2 separate regions of the Mus musculus genome follow, and region 1 is linked to region 2. Evidence: chromatin contacts called from public Hi-C data. All regions are on one chromosome and are shown on one strand. Each heading gives the region's core, a stretch centred on a gene start, on an enhancer-like site or on the middle of the called end of the contact. The rest is flanking DNA. Distances are from core to core; before and after follow the strand shown.

Region 1 (3,510 bases), core at 939-3,438, 210 kb before region 2:
GTCAGTTCCATGGTACCCAGAGGAGGTACCACTTCCTTGTGATGTATCATGCCCAGGATCTTAGGATTCCAGGATTCCAAAATCCCAGGAGCTTGTTCACACCAGGATCTTAGGATCTCAGAGGAAGCTTGAATGCCAAGAACTCTGATACACCCAGAATCTCAGGTTCAGAAGATCCCAGAATCACAGGATCACAGAGAGATCTGGTCTCTGAGGCATTCTGAATCAACCGGGATCATAGGAAGGACAGGCTCCAATCAGATATATTGAAGACAGTGAGCAATTGAGCTAATCCGATGGTGGGAGGCAAGCATAAGAACAGAAATTATAAGAAAAATATAACTTCAGTGTTTACAAATTTAAAAAAATGTATTTCTGTCTTTAAACGATTTATTCTTATTTTAATTGATGCAAATATGTGTCTGCGCAAGTGTTATATAAGGCCATGTTACATAGCTGCCAACAGATGCCAGAAGATGGTGTCAAGTCTTCTGCAGCTGGAGTGCTAAGAGGTTGTGAGCTCTGATGACAGGGTTCTGGGAACCAGAGCCTGGTTCTTGGCCAAAGCAGTGTGTGCTCTTCACCACTGAACCACTCTCTACATGTCCCCTCACATTTTCTTTTCTTCATTCCTATTGACTGTCCACTAAATTCTTTGGCAATCTGTACCTATGAACTCACTCTTTTTTTTTTTTTTTCCTTATTTCATTTACTGTCTCATGATTCTAAATTAAGAATCATATATCTGTACAAGTATTCTGAAATTATAATTTCCCTAAGAATCAAATAAGGACTTGCCATTCAGCACGTCTTGCTTGGGAACTAAGACACGTTGCTAATACTGTGCATCTTCTTGTCAAATTATTTAAGTTTCTGTAGGCTGCTGAGAACTAGGATATTCTATCTGGAAACAAGTTCACATTAATTGCCTCTGTGACTAGAAACATGGCAGGGAACTACTTTGCCCACAGTTACCTCATAAGTTAGAATCCTCTTAGCCCAATGCTACTGGTGTTTGTTCTCTCAAAAATCCTGTTTCTCCCATAGGAAAAATTGTCTCACATCAACTGGTCTGCTGTCCTCCCTTCCTCCCTCCCTCTCTCCCTCCCCCTTTCTTCCTTCCTTCCTTCCTTCCTTCTTTCTTTACTACCATTCTTTGCCTCTCTGTCTTTGGAACATCCAACTTATTTCTGTTAGGCTAGTAATTTAACAAAAACATGTAGACTATGCAGTATGGAGTCTAGTGAGAGAGGCAGGACAATCCATTTCAGTCATAATGCTGAAAATGCAAGTCAATTTACTTTTTAAATTAGCATATTCCATAATGTATAATTGTACTGACGAATCACATGGTACCAAGAAGTTGCTATCACTTTTGTTTCTGTGTATCAGTTAAACCAACAAAACCCAGATACAACTTCTGGAGTAACTGCAAAGAATATTATTTATTTTATGTTCTATTAAATCAAGGAAGGTCAGAAAGCAGATGATTGATAGTAATAAAGAAGCATAAGCTAATGATTTTTCTAATTCTAAAGGTTAGAGAAACCGCATGGCACTATCTCACACACACACACACACACAAATGCACCTGCCTGCTCCATCCCTCATCTATGTCTTTTAAATGTTTTCCTGTCAACTTGACTGTTGCTAATCTTTTAAAACCACCATAGTTATACGTTTATCTTGTCCAATTTTTGTCCAATTGTTCTTTATTTTAGAAAATTCATATTGCAAGGAGGATGCAAGTGACCTTGTCTGCCAGGTCATGTGTTAAAACATGACCATAGTACATATTTGAGATCACTACATTCAGTAGTACTCATGATCTCAAATTTTTACATGTTCCTATATTTAGTGATATATTAACTGATACACACTGCCTAGTAACCTGAAAAAAAAAATCAACTTCAGACTTACTTATGGATAGTGCAGTAAAGATATGTGTAACTCAGATTGGTAGCCACCAAAGTTGCAAAGCAGTATCACGTATACAAAAGCTTGTTTTCAGCAGCTGACTAGCAGATCTTACAATGCATGTCAGGTGTAGCACCCCTGCTCTTCAAACCACCCAGTCATTAAAACATTGCTGAAAGCACATTTCTCTCTGTTAGAATTTTCCTAGGGACTCTATCCAGGTGCATGAAATAGTTAGTCGGTCCACATGAGCATTTGCATTAAAATTAGATTCTGATTTGCATATCATTTGCATACTCCCACATAGTCTGTGCCATCTATTCTTAGCCAGCTTTTAGCAAAACATTATTTATTGCTACTGTTAACATTGACACTTTTTAGTTTTTCAACTTTACTTTCATCCTTACGTAATCTCTAACTCTAGAGTTTAATATCAAAGAAACATACAAAGATGGTAATGATGGAGAAAAAAATGTTGCTACTGGATTTTTTTCATGAAAAAACAAATGAAGCATATTTTGGGAACTGTTCTTCCACATTACATGCAGCATTTTTCTTTCTTTTTTAAAGTTCTCTTGTGGCAAGATCTATTTTTAGAGGAGATTATAAATTAGTAATGTAAATTTGTGAACTCAGAATACTTGGATTAATTCACTTATATGTTTACCAAATATTTACTGAATATTATTGTGCTCAGGTTACCTTTATGGAATATGAGCCATAAAGCATTAAGCAAAACACATTTTAAAAAAATACATGTTCTAAAGGTATGGTGGCACATGCCTTTAATCTCAGCTCTTACGGGGCAAAGACAGGCCTCCTGAGTTGAATCATATCATAGTCTATTAAGTGAATTTCTGGACAGCATGCTGGGCTCCACAGAGAAACCCTGCCCCCCAAAACAGCATGTTCTCAGAGTTTGTGCTCTAGTTGCTGAGAGGTAGGTTTGGTGATGTAAACAAGGGAGATGAAGAAATAACTCATATAGGTATCCAAAATTATATTAGTGTATTTGGGGTGATTTTACATGGCAAAACATATTTTAAAATAGGCAATAATCAGTGGATGAATGTTTACCTAGCACCTGTAAGTCCCTGGATTCAATCACCAGAAACAGAAATAAGCAAAAGGCAAAAAGAAATGAGCACCTTTTAATGAATACTGAAGTAATTAGATTTGTTGGGAATAAATCTAAAAATATTTATAACTTAAAAATGAGTCTTACACACTCAGTGCCATGGAAGTATCATTGTTCCAGTACAATGCCAGGTTCAATTTCAGACTTAAAATGATAAAGGAACATGTGAAACATCTTCATCTTTTCCTGAGTTGGTTCAAGTAATATACTCTAGGAACATAAATTTCCTTGCTTAGATTCTGATTGATTGAGACAATTTCCTTTATTACCTTATTTAAGCAACGAAAGGTGTTGAAAAATTCTAGCTTGGAAGAAGATATGGCAATTCTGATAAACCCAGACTAATCAATCCAAACCTCTGCAGAAACAATATAGATCTTTTTTTTTTTTCAAGAAAGCTACAAAACAGTACTACGTGAAGGATGTGTTCCACTATAAAGGGTTGGAGAAGAGTT
Region 2 (3,265 bases), core at 120-2,619:
TCCTGCATTAACTTTAGGTTTCAGAATTATATTAATAGAAAAAAATGACAAGTAGGACTTTTTTCTTTAATAAAGGTCAAAGGAAGAAGAAAATGTGAAACATCCCACCAAGCTGTCTTGCTAAGGTAGCCAAGGGCACAGACACAAGGTGACCATGAATGCTAAGGTTTGAATGATGATCTACATAACTCCATTCATGTGCACAGTGCCTTTAGCATTTTAATACACTTCAATATGTGTTGCCTAATCTTTCTTCCACTTCCTCCATTGTTAAATGAAAGATTTCAAAGACTTTTCCATTAACTATTTCATACTGGCTTCTTATATCATGTATTTTGTCAATTTTTCAACATCTGTTTTCATATCTCCCATTGAATATTTTATATTCTCTAGACAGAATGTTAAACTATCTAATCCTCCTACCTTATTCATGGGAATCAATCTTATGTCATGAGATATGTCCTGCTACAGCAGCTTCTGTGACCCACATGGGGACCACTGTAAAGAGAGTCATCCAAATATTACAGGCAGAACAAGTGGACTTCACAGATTATTGTGGTTAAACATTACACAGCTAGGTTTTTTTTAAAAATGGTCTGTGACAGCCGATGACTTTGACTATTTCTATATTAAATGTGCAATTAAGTTTTCATGTTTCAACATGATATTAAACATAATCAAACTTTATAAATACTTCTTAAATATTTTTGCAGAAGAAAAAAAAATCCGCTACTTTCAACTGTAATTTTGAAATGTTCAAATATGTATAGACAAGCTGCTGTATTTTATATAAATGAATGTATTCATAGAACAAACTTTAAATTTCAGAAAACAACACAGATTGTAGAAGTTTAAATTCCTGTTCCTATTCCAACAGAAATGAGTAATGTGACCATTTTGGGAACAGTGGCAGTGAGGAGGGAGAGCGTTTCCACTATTACTTAAGATTGCTATTTTGTGGAGAAGCACTTGTGGTCTGGTGACTCAAGGATGAGGAGCAGTAGGTAGCCACCCATTCTGCATTCTAAATTCTGCACCATCTGCCCATCTGTTCTGGTGCCCACTTAACACTTGACTAGGTAATGCTGCCCTCTACTGGCAGAATGGGACCTTTTTCTCAGATTTTAATGGAGCTGCAATGTGCTGTGGGACTTGGGCATTAAGAAATTGGTTTCCTACAGAAGAGACTCAGATGCAGAAAGCATAGGCTGTGACTCTTAACAGTTCACATCATCGGCCGTTAAAATAACTTTTATTTTCTTAATCTGAAATGCTTATGCTTTTTTAAAAGTATAGTGTAGAAATGAGATGCTTATACAATGCATTTGGTTAAATAACCAAATGTCTATGTCAGCATGAATCATCTGTGCTACTTAAATCTAGGTCAGGCGAGTTATTCATGAGTTATCATAGACCTTTGCATTATCCTTAAAACCTCTCCAATGCACTCTTTTGTTTAGTAAATCTGGTCACTTTCTGCTTCATGAACTTGCCTTCAAATGGAACATTGTCTTAAGGGCTGTTTTGATCGGAGGCCTTTGACTGAAATCCTCTCCTTATGCATGTATTTGATAGTATCATGTGTTTAACTCTCTTCTGCCCAGAGCTGGCCATATAAACAGAAAAAGTAACATGAGAACAAAAGGCCCCCAACAGCGCATAACTAGGATTATGGGACTTCCCAGTCCACTATTACATTTGTCTATAATCCAATTAAGCACAGGAGTGGACAGTGACAATAACAAAAGCTAGTGTGACTTCACCTACACATGAGGCCCTGTACTCCTTGTTTCATGTCTACAACTTCACATGAACTCTTTCTGGTCGATTAAAAATACATAGAAGCAGCAAATTATGGGATGGGAATGCATAGCAAGATGGTAGAGCAGTTGGCTCTAAAACCCTGAAAAGAGAAAGTGCAGAAAGTGACAGTATACAAAATGGACACAGCTGAAAATGTTATGAGTCTGGCCACCTCCCAAAAGAACAAAAAAAAAAATCACACTACTCAGCTCAGAAGAATTTAATTATTAACTTTATAATAGTTGAAACATAGGCAGTGTCCCATTTAATCTAAATTACAGTGAAGGACTGATTTACAGTTTTCATTTATTTAGCTTTCTATTATGAACATGTTCAGTTAGTAATACCTTTGTATATTTATGCTAGGCTGCCCAACCATCCACAAAACTGCACAATATTAGGAGGTCTTGCTGGTTCTTTAGGATTGTCATCTTCAACTTATTAGAGAAAGTAAAAAAAATGTACTTAATACTAAGAGTAGTTTTTGCTACACAAATCTCTAATCATTAAAGGTGTTTTAGGTCCTAGAAATGATCCAAATCCTGATCTTTCTAGAGCTTTAATTCCAGAGAAGGAGGTCAAACACAAACAAAAAAAAATAGCATAAATGTACACTGTGATATGGCCAAGCTTTCTCACAGAAACATGAGTGTGGGAAAAGTGCAAGGGGCAGGGGAGAAGTGGCAATTTTAAATTATTTAATGGGAAGTGGTTTGGGGTTCAAACTCTAAATGGGGCAAGGAAGTCCCACAGATGACAGAGGCAGTTCTGTGTTTATACCCTGGATGTCTACAATGCTGGTAACAATAATTTCTCAATAACCTCAATTTTAGTCACTCTACACACCAGACCAACCATTTCTCTTTTCTTAAATCTCTCATACCTCTCTGTCTACTCTGACTCCAAGTGTCCTTGGGCCTGAATGTTGAGATGTTTTCCTTTTCTGTCTATTCAGATTGGCACTTCCCTATAAAGTCCATGATCAGCTGTCAATCACCACACTCCCTTGACACCCACCCTGCCTGTGGATGCTGGTGTTCTCTAGGTTCTTTGCAATTACCTAGTGAAATCCCACTCCTGAGGAGTCCAGACCTTCTCTGTTCCATGCTGACCACCAACTGCTTTCAAGCAGAAACCATCAGCCTCATCTGAGCTTGCAGCAAGGCTCAGGACTCAGATCACAGTATGCCACTGTTTTTTTGCTTTCCTGCAGTCAGGGTGGACACTCTCTTTCATCCTTTCCAGACTTCTGAGTCCCCCCTTCCCCAGCCTCCTCTTCATTAGTTCCTTTTCCAGATTTGTGACTTGCAGTTTTTTTTTTTTTTGGTTGCTTGGGTTTTGTTGCCTGTGTGTTTGTGTGTTTGACTCATTTAGTTTAAACAGAATCTTCTGTCTGAACCACCAACCACAGGGGATGGATGGTTTGGACCTAGCTCCCTCCTTCCCCCACACGTATGTAGCA

What was found. Hi-C and Micro-C count contacts between places; a contact is called where the count stands out from the background.
Region 1: a Hi-C map of cortical neurons shows a contact between it and region 2, with 1.9 times the contacts expected there. The contact joins two enhancer-like sites. A contact is called at or near these places in 2 of 484 Hi-C or Micro-C datasets (cerebral cortex and cortical neurons) and 1 of 115 datasets of contacts at active chromatin or transcription factors (neural progenitor cells).

Annotation. Positions count from the first base shown.
Region 1 is chr17:89,863,864-89,867,373 of GRCm38.p6, reverse strand. No RefSeq gene overlaps it. Among named protein-coding and RNA genes, the nearest start is that of Gm41653, 110 kb to the left of the region's middle. Within about 2 kb of position 2,188, at least 6 of the 459 cell types and tissues checked have an H3K27ac peak or open chromatin away from gene starts, as enhancers often do. A contact at or near this core is called in cortical neurons, where this site is marked.
Region 2 is chr17:89,652,390-89,655,654 of GRCm38.p6, reverse strand. No RefSeq gene overlaps it. Among named protein-coding and RNA genes, the nearest start is that of Gm4719, 270 kb to the right of the region's middle. Within about 2 kb of position 1,369, at least 16 of the 459 cell types and tissues checked have an H3K27ac peak or open chromatin away from gene starts, as enhancers often do. A contact at or near this core is called in cortical neurons, where this site is marked.